2 separate regions of the Cyprinus carpio genome follow, and region 1 is linked to region 2. Evidence: chromatin contacts called from public Hi-C data. All regions are on one chromosome and are shown on one strand. The core of a region is the stretch at or near the end of the contact, and the rest is flanking DNA. Distances in the headings are between cores, read along the strand shown. Region 1 overlaps LOC109085447 (atrial natriuretic peptide receptor 1-like). Region 2 holds the start of LOC109053408 (partitioning defective 6 homolog gamma-like).

Evidence for each region. Hi-C and Micro-C count contacts between places; a contact is called where the count stands out from the background.
Region 1: a Hi-C map of liver shows a contact between it and region 2, with 8 times the contacts expected there. The contact joins the enhancer-like site here to the promoter of LOC109053408 in region 2. A contact is called at or near these places in 6 of 8 Hi-C or Micro-C datasets (liver, red blood cells and skeletal muscle).

Annotation. Positions count from the first base shown.
Region 1 is chrB19:7,075,864-7,082,711 of ASM1834038v1, reverse strand. The region is part of intron 14 of LOC109085447 (atrial natriuretic peptide receptor 1-like); the gene reads right to left. LOC109111454 (protein Jumonji) reads right to left here. Exons shown (of 18, transcript XM_042744765.1): 6 at 4,070-4,269; 7 at 1-207. Among protein-coding and RNA genes, the nearest start is that of LOC109112149, 60 kb to the left of the region's middle. Within about 2 kb of position 1,956, at least 1 of the 8 cell types and tissues checked has an H3K27ac peak or open chromatin away from gene starts, as enhancers often do.
Region 2 is chrB19:6,870,838-6,878,008 of ASM1834038v1, reverse strand. It overlaps LOC109053408 (partitioning defective 6 homolog gamma-like), which reads left to right and starts at 3,782. Exons shown (of 3, transcript XM_042744769.1): 1 at 3,782-4,132. The coding sequence starts at 4,058. All of the region lies in intron 14 of LOC109085447 (atrial natriuretic peptide receptor 1-like), which reads right to left.

The sequences.
Region 1 (6,848 bases), core at 707-3,206, 210 kb before region 2:
GCCAGCAGAAGCAGCATGCTTGCTGTGGTTGAGTTTGGCTTTCTTAACCAGTTCTCGTTTTGCTTTGGTGTAGGTGACGTGGCCCTTGGTCACGGTGGCTGTGTACTTCACAGTTTTGGACGGCAGACGGAAGTCTTTCGACTTTTTGGCACCGGACGTATGCCTGCCGACTGATGATGCCCGTGTGAGTCCATTTACTTTCGAGACCTAAAGTGAACAGAAGATATCATCATGTTACATAAATTGGATCAATGCAACTTACTAAGGAACTGTGAGAATTGAGTCCCCTCAATCTTGCCGCCAAAGAATAAGTTTCTAGTGTGTATTTGCATACAGAGTCAGTCACAGTGCATGTTTCGGCTCACACAATAACACAGACCACAACAGAGATCCAAAAACCCCAAACCAAAGAAACAGCAGGGAAGAAAGACAGAGGGGAAGTGTACCAGATAGAGGGAAAGAAGAAAAAAAAAAGAGAAAAATGTTTTTATTCAGTGCCAACAGCTGCGAAACTATCCTTAGAAGTAAAGTTTAATCATAAAACCCCATTCAAGCACCAATTCACAGTTGGCACAGTATACTAAAGTTCTTCAAATTTGGCTTTAATGCCCCAAATAAAAGGAGCTGTGCTTTCAGCTGATCTGAGGCCCCCAATATACTTCACAGCAGAGCAGATGCAGCTTGGGTTACGCCCGGCCTCTCATTGTTTAACAGCCGCCATGGGAATTAGACTATGCCAGGCTACAAACATAGTCAGCCTCGACTTCTCTCTTCACATTGTTTTCTTTGGCTCTGGTTTTCTGGCAAGGCAGACAGGATTTGATTTCCTATGTGTGTGTTCTAATAAAGCCAAGAAAAGAAGATGCAGCCGGAGGGTTTTAGTGGGCTAAAACTCCAGGTGAAATAAACACCATGTGCTTCCTGACATCAGAAGACTCTTATTGAAGTCCTGACATTTGGCCTAAAGTCCTTGATAAGCTTTTAATCAAAACAATGCAATAGCACATGAATGATGCAGTCAAGGTATGCAAAATTTTCTTTATGGTGAATAGTGTATAATAGTATAACTGGCCACCAACAATGGCAATAGCCCTATTCTGGGTTCCTAACTCATTTCAGCTAAGAAAAAGTGATGATAAAAGTTGATGGTTTGATATAAATTAAATTGTTATCTCTTCCATAATATAGAAACATGTACTGCAGGAATGATGTTTCAGTTCCTAATAAAGTTAATGCCATTTAATCACATTTTTACTCGCATTGACAAGTATTTCCACCAAACAATAGAAAACAAGGACTTGCACAATTAAAAAGCTGCTTTTGTCAAAATGTGAATTTTCACACCTGATATAAAGGGGTTGGGGGTTTAATTGCTCTGTTCTTATTTTTGTGTGAAGCCTGTTGTGATGAATTCACGCTCTGTGAACAGGCCTTTTTACATGTTGTGCCACACCCTCTCACACCCCCCCCCACTTTATTTCTCTCTCTTTAAAGTCTCTGGACGCATTTAAATAACAGCGTCCAAACTGCGGTGATCTCTGGGCCAGAGGTTCGCTGACAGACAGACGAGGAGGGTTTTTGAAGTAAGACATCGGCTGTATTGTATTCCTATCAGGTGCAGCCAAACAACAAAGAGAGGCTATTAAAAGATAAGGGGGACTGAAATGTGACCTCCTTCATCAATGGCTTCCCCTTGTCGGCGCTTAAAAAAAAAAAAGGCAGGAGGGAGAGGGGGAGAATATAAAAGAAAGCGACAGACTCCAGCCCCAGAGGCATGCATGATGGATGCTCTCTGCAGGTAGAGTAAGTAAATGTAGCATGATGTCAGCCATGTCTATGTAGCCTCCCGTCATCACACCCGCCCCCTTTTGAAATAACACGTCAGTGGTCTACGGCACGCCCCATCCCATCTGCAGGGCTCTGAGAGTGCAGAATGTGATTGTAATGACAATCCCACTCAGCATAACGTGCTGGATGCTGAGTAGAGCTTGCGCGGCGACTGCGCTGCAGAAATCCCACGTCTGGCACGATGTAATGAGTGCCGAGACCACTAGAGGGCTCACTGATCCCAGAACACTGCCCGAGGGTGCAGACGAGCCCTACCGCACGCTGCCAGCTATTATTTAGACTGCCTGAAAAGGTGGAAGCAAGAGAGAGAAACTGTGTAGGCGAGAGAACACAGGTTACTGGACTGTCCCCAGTGGGCAACCTCTTGAAACCAGGGGAAACAGAGAGCAGGCTGGAGGAAACAAGGAAGGAAGCAAGGAAAGAGAATGGAAGGAAGGATGGAATAGTTAAAGGCCGGCTGGCCAAAGACGTGCGATTAAATTGACTTAACATCCAGGAACAAAAACAAGAGAACACACACAGACAGAGGCCAGGCCAGCTCTCTGAAGTGGATCTTGGTCACACGTGAGCATGAGGGAGGACAGATGACATCATGTGTTGCTATAGGCCAGCTGCAGCATAGCAAAAGAGTTAACTGAGAACATCTGCAGAGCTGCAGCCCACACAACACACATGGTACATGTCTACCTATGTGTTAAACAAATGCTCTATAACTGTCTCTTTCGATTTCAATTTCAATTTAACTCACATTAGCGGTGCAAATAATACAAAATAAAACAAAGGAATAAAAAAATTAAATGAAAAAATATGTAAGTTTGCTTCCTTTTTATGTTTTATGTTTAAAAAAAAAATTGTTGGTTGGTTGAATGGGGGTTCAATCTACTTTCTCTTTGGAAACAAACACAGCCAAGTACCCACCCATAAAAAGAACAAGAAAACTTTAAGACAAAGCCAAAATATCAAAAAGACTCATCAATAACTGCCATGGATACAATGAAACAAATAAATAGACCTTAACTCGGGATAACAATTAACATACAGTCCAATAATAATGCTGCTGAAACTGATCCTGCACCTGCTGTGAGCAGCATGCGATCTCTCTTCTTCCCAGATCAAGTTATTCTACACAAACCCTCATAAAAAATAAATTAAATGAAAGTCCAATTAAACAATGAAGTATAAACCCTTTTTCAGCTCGCGTGCCATGGCTCATGCTCATGCCAGAGCGTTTCAACATATGAAAACCCTTCAGAAAATTAGCTTTTATAGAGAGAGAGAGAGAGAGAGAGAGAGAGAGTCAACAAAGGGTCAACAGCTGTCTAATAGATTCTCACAGTATTGTGGATTATGCTGCATCTATCTGTGTTGTTTATTGTTTTAAGTATAGCAGATGAGTGGTAATGTGTTTATATGTGTCAGCATAATAACAGGCTTTATCTGACTCAAGGGTTTAATGTTGGGTCAGTCGTTGCGGTTAAACTGTTGAACCGCCACTCACAGGTGCCACTGCTTCAAGCTGATTCATCAGAATGATTAAAACAGCAGTTCTCAAGCTAAGCCCACACTTCTCATTTTGTATAAAAAAAAAGTCTTGTACAAGAAGATTTGTACAATTTGCACAAGAACATTTTAAAAATATCTTCTTTTGTATTTCACACAAAGAAGAAAGTTATAGAGGCTTAAAATGGGGAGAATGGAGTAATTAGATTCTCATTTCTAACTATCATTTTCATCTTTGATTTTTTTATAACAAAATATTTGCCTCTGGATCATGTTTTATATATATATATATATATATATATATATATATATATATATATATATATATATATATATATATATATATGTGTGTGTGTGTGTGTGTGTGTGTGTGTGTGTGTGTGTGTGTGTGTGTGTGTGTATTTAACTTCTACAACCCCAAGGCAGAGAATCTCAAGATTAGAGTGTCAATGGCATAAAAAAAGACAGAAAAAAAAGAGAGAAACTGAGAGGTTGATGAGTTGAGGTGATCCGTCTTTCCCTGTTCTCTGAGGTTCATGTTCACTTGATTAATCAGTTTTGTGGCACGATGGAGATGGTGGTCTGATTGTCTGTAAGCTGCATCGGGATGGATGTTCCCTCCTAACTATCAGATCCAGTATAATTCTCAGTGTGCAAAATGACTCCAAAATGATCCCATCCCTGTTAATACGGACACAGAGATGGACGTGAAGGCTTGTACCTGCTTGCGGAGCTCCTCTGCGGCTCGTCTGTAGTTGTGGCCGTTGGTGTTGTGGCTCTTGGCCATGGCCGCAGTGTGCGTGTGGGAGATCTCACCAGACGCGTCACACCCCTTGTTACAATCTCTCCCCACAGACGACTCTCTGCCTCTGGATCTTGAAGCAAGCTCTTTGTCCTTGTGTACCTTAAGGCCATTCAACACTGCAAAAAAGATTTAAAAAAATAAAATAAAAAAACAGGGTTATTAAAATAAACAAACATATTCTTTGTAAAGACAAATCAAAATATTGCATCATATTTTCTTGTCAGTTACATTTTGCATTCAGTTCTTGTAATCCTATATATATTATGTTTCAAATCATATTTTTTACAATCCTATTTGCAGTGGCTTTTTAATGTGGAAACATAGCGTGCTTTGGTATGATACTGTGCAGGATCCACTGCACTAAGCAAGTTTATGACTGTTTTCAAATGCAGTGTCAAAACAATTTTGACAAGACTGCTGTTCTGCCTTACTTCATACTTACAGTACATACTTCACTGTTGCCAGCGCACTGTTTTCGTATCTAGAAGCATGCAAACTGGCATAGCCTTTGGATCAAATTGCTTCTAGCTACAAGTCTAAATGTATATAATGAGATGCATCATGAACTCTAGTTTATTGGTCCATGATAACAAAATTACATATGAGAGAGGTGCTGCTGCACTATATAGTATGTGTGCTGCCCACAGAACTCAAGTTTTCTGAAAGCCTAGAATACCTGGGTGACCTCCCTAGTAAAAAAGTAATATATTTAAAATACATGTATTTCATACTAAGTACATTTTAAATCTAGCAACATATTTACTGACATATCACTTGAGACTTACTGATATAAAAATTTTAATTAAACTTTATTTGGAGTACTTATTTGTGCACAATGCACATTTCCTAATATAAAACCTAAAATGTGTTTCAGTGTCCCTATTTATGAGGATTATATGATCTCTGAAATATATCAGGTGTCAAATGCAAGTTATCTAGAGTGTATCTGAAGTATACTTGCAATAGTTCCACTTGAGCAGAATCAAATACTTCAAGTTAGACCTCGGCACTACTTCCTCATAATTAAATTGCAAGTACAAAATTAGTTGTTCCAATTTTGCAGAATTTTAGTATACCAGTTTAGTATGCCAAAAAGTATTGCAGGGTATTTTTATTAAGTACATAAATATGTAAATGTATTTGTGGTATACTTAGCATGAAAAATTTATTTTAAATACATTATAGTATATTTATTTTTTTACTAGGGCTACTACATTTGTAGGACACACTGTTTGTACTGCAGTATCCCATGATGCAATGCACATTCTATTTCTAGTTTGAGGGATGAAACAGATGGATGGCTAAAATATGGGAATGATAAAGCAAAACAACCATTCAGCACAATGCCATGTGATGACAAAGTAGCATATGCAATGCTTCCCTCTTGTTTCACATAACATTAAATTGTATAAAACACCAAAGCTCTGACAGACTATATATTTTATAAGTATAAAAACAACAAAACAAATTGCCAAAAAAACAAACCAAACCAAACATTCACTTTCATCTGTGAGTTTGTTTTTAGTTCATTAGTCCATTAGTTCTTTCTCTACAGATAATGCCGTAAAAAACATGTTCTGCATTTTTGGACAGGGTAGTCTGTCTGTTATCAGGCCCTCTGGACGGCTCTAATTAACACATATTTAAACTGCTCTCTGTATTTATGACTGCTCACTTTAATTTTACAGTGTTTAAATATCAACAGGCAGCAGAGCGTGTCAGCGATGGGGAAACTGACGGGCTTTCGTGCTGTAAGGCTTGCGCTTGGAACTGCTACCGACAGCTGAACTCAATAAAAGGTGTTTAATTTAGAAATGTAAACACGCCTCTGGGTTACTGAGGTTCAGCGAATGAAAGCAGAGCACTGTGGTTTCTCTCGCTCTGAGAGACACTCCGAGAGAGAAAGACTGGAGCGTTGCCTGTGCTCCATATTAAAGTGTCACATCTGACATGGGCCAGCTCAGACAACGGGCTGCATCCAGGCACGGGATAGGCAGAGGATAGACAGCACGAGAGAGAGAGAGAGAGAGAGAGAGAGAGAGAGAGAGAAGTGTGCCGGGGCTTTCCTGAGCCTGGGACTGTGTGCATTTCACATATCCAACCAGCTGAGGTAGTTGGTAGTCTACATACATAAAACCTCAAGCCTGTAAGGAACAAGAAGCAAATTCCTGAACCTGGGCCAATCTGGAGCAATCAAGATCAATTTAAGGTGACTTATTGCCGGCTGAGAAATAAAACTGAGCTTGTTTATTCAAAGCTGAGTGAACAAGAATAGGCAAGTAGACAGTCCAGGTGCACCAATGACATACTACTGTCCATGTAAGATGATTTAATGCATACTGATCTTGATTTCTCATACTACAGTATATGTTGGAACGTAGTATGCAAACCGGGAGTCAGACTATATGTCTGGATGCTTCAAAGAAAAATTAACAAAGAATTATATATAGTTCCCAGTTTGACATTCTGATCGCTGTTAAAGACACTTTAACACTCAATTTTAACAGGCGCTTGGCTTTCAATTATCTGCTGACAGACTATTTTTCTTTGATAACATCAAGTTTCATTAACACTCATGCTCCTGCAATACCTTGCCGCCCCTCTTTAAACTCATGCAGCATCTATTGAGAGTATCAACCAAGAGCTCAAACTGTAGTATAAGGCTGTTTCCTTCATTTGTTGTGGGGGTGTGTGA
Region 2 (7,171 bases), core at 2,533-5,032:
AGTAATATTGTGAAATATTTTTACAATTTAATATCATTTGATTTGGTGCTCAGGAAACATTTCTTATAATTAATGATGAAAACATTTTTGTGGAAACTATGTTACACTACCATTCAAAAGTTTGGGGTAAATAGGATTTCAAAAAATGTATATGTTACAAAGATAATCTGTTAATATGTCACTATTTCAAATAAACACCGTTCTTTTAAAATGTATTTATTAAAGAATTCTGAATCTCACACACACACAACAAATCCACAAAAACTATTATTATTATTTATATTACTTTAATATTAATATCTAAATATATTAAATATCTAAATATATTAATATTTATATATAATATATTAATGTATAATTCATATATAATTTAATATTAATATTTTTTGCAAATTATTAACAATTGAGAAGCAAATTTAGCATATTTCACTGATTTCTGAAGGATCATGTGACACTGAAGACTGGAGTAATGATGATGAAAATACAGCTTTATATCACAGGAATAAATTACATTTTAAAATATATTTAAATAGAAAACAGTTTTATTTAAATTGTAATAATATTTCACAGTATTACTGTTTTGATCAAATCAATGCAGCCTTGGTGAGCATAAAAACATTAAAAAGTCTTAATGATTTCAAACCTATATACAGACATACATACAAACATATACATACTGGCGACTAAAGCAAACTGGCCATACGATAAGATGCCACAACACTAAAGTACTTTCAGATCAGTTTTGTAAAAGAACAGACAATATCCAGAACTCGTTTCCCACCACAGAGGGAGTTTCGTGCTGTTTTACCAGGGTAATAACTGTGTAATACTCTGAATACTCTATTCATTCTTAGGTAGAAGTCTTCTAATAATATTTCAGAAAGCCACATCTCAGGGTGTTCTTTGTCTGAGATGTGCTTTATCTTATGGGATATGTCTCCCTCTAGTGGCGCCAAAAAGAACGTGAACAAATCCTAAATATAGAGTAAGAACAGGAATATTTAATCTTTTGTTAAATCGGTGGTTAAATCATGGTTCATCTATAGGTGAAAAAAAAAATAACTACCTCAAAATGACACTAATTCCTCTGTATATGTGAACCAGAAGCTGTAAACTCAACCCTCAAACATTATCTACTGACAGTCCAGTAATGTAACAACACATTATCATGGATTTGCAGGCACTAAAATCTATAATGGAGAGCAAGCCTTCGAAACAAACTCCTGAGCACTGATATCCCTAATGACAGGCTTCCTGTCGCTGTTTACAGAGTCCGGCAAATGCCTATTAGTGGCTGCATACAGGCATGACCGCAGGGCCCGAAGCCCTTTAACCTTGTTTAAACACTCACTGAGAACGATCACAACACAGATGGCCTGCAGATCCCAGATCAGCCCTGCTCTCATAAGCATTACTCACTGACAAGTGTGACTGATCCTGGGACAGCCATGGCAATCACAGCCTTTCCCTCTGATCTCTGGCTTGCGTCTTGGGTTACACATGAAAGTGCATGCGGGCCTCTAGTTTGGCCTGGGTTTTAACACAGCCCTCTGGGGCCCTGCAGCAGCAAAGCAGAGGTCACAAAATACACTGCATGAGCATGCAGGTACAGATGCCTTGTTTGCATCGGTCCTGATAAATATAGTTTATATACGTTTTTGCATTACATCTGTGGGAGTAACAAACCTCAGTCTGAAGGGAGCGACAGGGAAACTTTAAATGTAGGTGCCATTAAAGAAATCGTTAGTGCAAAAATACTAATTCTGTCAGTGTTTCCTCACCCTCATATCACGGCATATGACTTTGAATATGGTATTCATAGACTATAGTAGCCTAATATTATAGTGCATTTTGCGTAGCATTTGTTAAGGCTTGTTCACACCAGACTGATATCTACAGTAACAATAAAGTCAGCAAGAAATGGACATTTGCCTTATCTTATTAATAGATCGTATTGTAAACAATTTATCTGTTTCTCTAGTCAAATATTCATTTTCTTTAGAATTCTTTAGAAAATAAATTTATGAATGTGTATTTTTTGGAGAATTATGTGTCACTGATTAAAAAAAAAAAAAAAAAAAAAAAATATATATATATATATATATATATATATATATATATATTTTTTTTTTTTTTTTTTTTTTTTTATCATTTTTTATACTTTTTTACATTTATAATTGTTCATCTGTCACTGTCTGTACATTGTTTTTGAACACAAACAAACAAATAAATACATGCATACAAACATATCCACTTCCCTGGTTCTCAAAAGCGGAGGTCATCATCGCTGGGAAATTCTCTATTTTCTAACTACAACAAATATAATTTGCTGCCGCAATAGCAAAAAATTAATAAATAATAATAATAAAAAAAAAATTTGGTTTCACCTTATGAGCTAAAAATTCACAACACATATACTAAATAAATAATTTTATATATATATTTGTGTGTGTGTGTGTGTGTGTGTGTGTGTTTCTTTAAATGACATCATAAAATAGTAGTTCAGTAGTTTACAAATCACATGAAAAATAAGACAAAAGACACTGACATAATAATCTAAAAGGTCCATAACAGTAGATGACCGATCTTAGAAAAAGAAAAGGTACAAAAGCTGTCACTGGGGTCCATACATTCTCAAAAATTACACCTTTTTATAACCTACCTAAGGGTGCATATTAGTACCTGAAAGGTACAGTACACAGGCTATTACTAAAGTGAATATATTAGTATGCAATATGTGGCACATATAAGTACATATAAGAGAAAATGACCCGCAGAAACACAGTAGGAATGGAGTATAAATAGCAAACCGCTACTGTGTAACTAGAGCGTCTGTCTGTCCCGCTTTCATTCAGTCAGCGGCTCAGTTTTATTGTGCAACAGTGACATCTAGAGGCCAACGAGAGAACCGCCAGCGAACATCTGATCGCGCATAGTACAGCATTCAGTGACCTCCTGATTCTGTCAGATATAGGCTGTTTCCTCTGATTAAACTGCAAATCAGTAAATCTACTCACGACTTTATATTGGTAGTGATAAAGGCTTTAAAAGTTTATCTACGGAGTACAGTCTTCAGTGCTACTTTTATAGCGAACTCTCAGTCCCAGGATGTTTTAGGTAGTTGTGAGATCACGGACAAACATAAACATGTCTTTTTTATTGGCCTGCGGTATGTCCCCCTGAGAAGTCACTAAAATAACAGTCCTGGGAAGAGCAGCTGTCGTGTGTACACTCCCTGGTAAACACTGGTATGAATTTAATATTAACATCAGCTTCTTAAAAGACGAGTAATATTGTATGTAATATATTGTAATCCACGTTGATACGCGATAGCAAGTTGGGCGATGTTTACAAATCCTACTATGGCTAAGGACTATCGCATGAATATTTATAAAGTCGTGCTAATGTTGCTTGGTAACCTTTTAGTAGCGTCCCGTGACGTGTTTAATTAAAATTCATAAGCCACGCCCTCGGAGAGGAATTTGAAAGGACTCCCCACTTTCTGAAGGGAAAACAACTCCTCCTCCTGACTACCTATTACATTTCTACGGATGGGTGGGGATGACGAGCAATTTTCGTTTTAGTTTTAAAATGTTAATTTTCTATTTTTTAAAAAAAAAAACATGCCATGAGGTTTTTGTGTTTAAATGAACGTTCCTTACACTCCGCCCCGCCTACTTCTTAACGTTCGGTTTTCAGCCAATCAGTTAGCTCTACAGTAATGGCGTCACGTTACGTATTTAATATTCATAAGCCAAGCCTTCGCCATAGTAGGACCAATGGACGCGTCGGAGGGGGAGCGGTGATGTCATCTGTGAACCCTCAGCCCACTCCCCCGAGTGAGAGGCGCTGATTTGACTTTCTCATAATTTTTCTGCAGAAGTTTTGCGAAGTGAGCGAGACACAGCGCGACCGCGAGTTAAGAAACCCCGTCACACAGCCTCCGAGGACTAACTTTTCCGCGTTTTGAGAGCGAAGATCGGACGCTCATTAACGGGACAGGCTTATAAATCGAGCCCATCATCCTGGACGGGCTGAAAAGTTTCACGCGAGCGAAATGAACCGGAGCTTTAATAATAAATCGCAGTCTTTGCGCAGCTTGAACATGAACGCGGTGGAAGTGAAAAGCAAGGTGAGTTGTGCGAGATGCATGCTTGAGAATATTTCACGAGAATAGTTTCGCTGCATAGTTACACGATGCTGTATATTTTTAGATGAGAAAAGTAGGAAATGGCTAACTTTGGTTAGCCCATGTCAAATCATATTATGCCATATAAGAACTAATATGATCTTTGCACAGTTTACTCAATTTCGAGCATTTTAAAATGTATTTTTATTTCACTTTTTAACTGTTTATTTTACTTTTGAGAATTGCGTTTGGTTTCATCTTCTCCAGTAAAATGAGTTACAGGCAGCACAACTGTTTTGGCGCTTGACCTGTCACATTAATGGATGCTGTTTATAATTTTCATGGCTTTACCTCTCCAAAAGAATAAAAAGCTGTAGATTATCAAGCACAGTCCTCTCTCAGTCCTGTGTTTGTGTAGTCTGCTGCAGCATGTGGCTCTCAGATGGGAGACCTCTGCTCTCTGAAGTTCTGTATGTTTGTAATAATCTTCACATCGGGTCAGGTTAAATACTGTCCTCATTTCCAGCTGTCCGAAAATAGTATCCAAACAACACACGGACATATTTACACATTTGACAAGAGCAAACATGAGCTGATTCATTGGGATGGGCTCTATTATTGTGTCAGTTGGACAAAGTTAAACTTTTGTTTCTTGTATTACTCACCTAAAAGTACATACAAACACCAGCGGTTAACATGGATACTTTAATCTCATAGGGAAATGGGATTATCTATCTATCTATCTATCTATCTGTCTGTCTATCTATCTGTGTCATCCATCCATCCATCCATTAGGAATGCATCGATCCGATACTCAGGATCGGTATCGGCTCCGATATTGGCACTTTCTGCGGATATCGGTCAGACGAGACCGATCCAAATCCGATATTGTGTGTATACTATTCTGTGTTATTGTTGATGCCCACGAAAGGCGCAAAAAAATTCTAAAGCACCAAAATGTTTTCGTGCACTATATTTCAAGTGTCCTGAAGCTGTTCCATAGTCCAGTGTGGGGTACAGATGAATACTGAAGACATTAAATTCAAGTTCACATAATCTCTTCTTTCCGCTGCGGCTCCATTCAGAAATCAAACTGAGTGTTGTGTTCGGTTACTAAAGTCAAAACCATGAAACTCTTCGAGAGCGAAAGCAACTGAGGTTTAAAACTGTTCAAAGAAAAGGCTCAATAAACTAACACAGATCTAATACACTACGTATCAATCTCTCTTCGCTTTGTACTAACTTTTCTATGCGGACTCGGAGGGCTGCACACTGTGACTCCGTGTTGTTTCAAGCACATCATTAGGGAGCGCATCACAAGCACTCTGTGCCACTATATATTGGAGCCTTTAGTATTATAATATTTTCTGCGCAATCAAAGATTATTAATAGTCTTTCTTGTTCTGTCCTATCTATCATATGTTGTTGCCTTTATTACTGTGCTATATATTTAAAATAAAATTTCTTTTATATTTCTATATAAATGTATATACTTTTTTTTTTTCATGAATGTATTTTACAACAATACAAATAGCAACAAAAAAAAAATAAAAAATTTCACAAGATTTTATCAAATTGTTGTGCACCCGTGATTTTTCTTTTGCTGCTGAATTATCCACTAACCTTGTTTATAATAGTATTTTTATCATAGATTATGATTATATTTTTTTTCATTTGTTATTTTTCATTAAAATAAAGTTGTCTATATGTAGAAGTGACGATCAGGTCAACACAGAGAAGTGTAGAGATTCTACATTGATTTAAAAAAAAATAAAACTGTGCTGGTGTTTTATTGTTTGGTTGTTGGCGGATGATAATAATTTTCAGTATCGGATCGGATCTGTTCTGAAAAAATGATATCGTTGCATCCCTACCATCCATCCATGTTTACATTTACATTTAATCATTTAGCAGACGCTTTTATCCAAAGCGACTTACAAATGAGAACAATAGAAGCAATCAGATCAACAAGAAAACAACAACGGTATACAAGTGCCATGACAAGTCTCAGTTAGTCTAGTACAGAACACGTAGCCAGGTTTTTTTTTTTTTTAAGAATATGATAGACAAGAAAAGAAAAGGTAAGTACTAGTATTAGTTGGTTAAGTGCTGGCGAAAAAGATGAGTCTTTAGATGTTATTTGAAAATGAGTAAAGACTCAGCTTGTTTGTGTCTGACATTCTATTGTAATAGTTCTCTTGAAGAATAGCATGAGTTTCATTTATATCATGATGATAGATTTATCATCACTCAATGTGGAGACCTTTCATATACAGTAATTGTTCAGTTTGCCTGGGGAAATGCCTGACAAAGCTTCAACCAACCCTTCACAAATAGAAGTAACTCTATATCTGTCACCGCTCGTGCTAATGGTGCTGTGGACTATACGTCTGTTCCAGCCAAGCTGATGGAGACAGTATCTGTCAAAGCACTGTCACTGGGACCCATTGGACCTGGATGATTCATTACATGCCTCTGCTTTTCTATTTGAGTCATCTGTCACTTTATTCACTCTATATTCAAGAGTGGCTGAAAAAAACTCAGCTGTCTTTTGGACTAGACATTGGCTAGAGAAACTTTTATAATGTGGTTGTGGATGTGATGGTCCTAATTGCTGGAATGTGTGGGCGACGTGCCCAGATCCAGACTCCATTGCCATTGTCTGATTATTGGCCTCTATTATTCAGCCGTGCTCTTAATTCATAACAGGGGCTAAAAAGCCCTGCTACTGTTGTCAATGAAAGGAGCCACTGTTTGGGGTCTGTAAAGACAAGAGCGCCCCCATTACGTTTCTCCTCTCTTGGAAGAGCCAGATACCTCCATATGAATGTAGAAGGGGTGCAGATCAACCCGCTTTCCCACTGAAACCTGAAAGAACCAATACTCGCCCCCAAAACAAAAGCATTAATGTAAGGATGTGTGAAACCACAACCTGCGAGGCAAGAATGATGATAAAGCTGGTATCTAAGATCGTTCTACCGTGATGTTTGGAACATTGTGTATCAACCACATCTGTGTCAACATTATGAATCACCGTTGTGA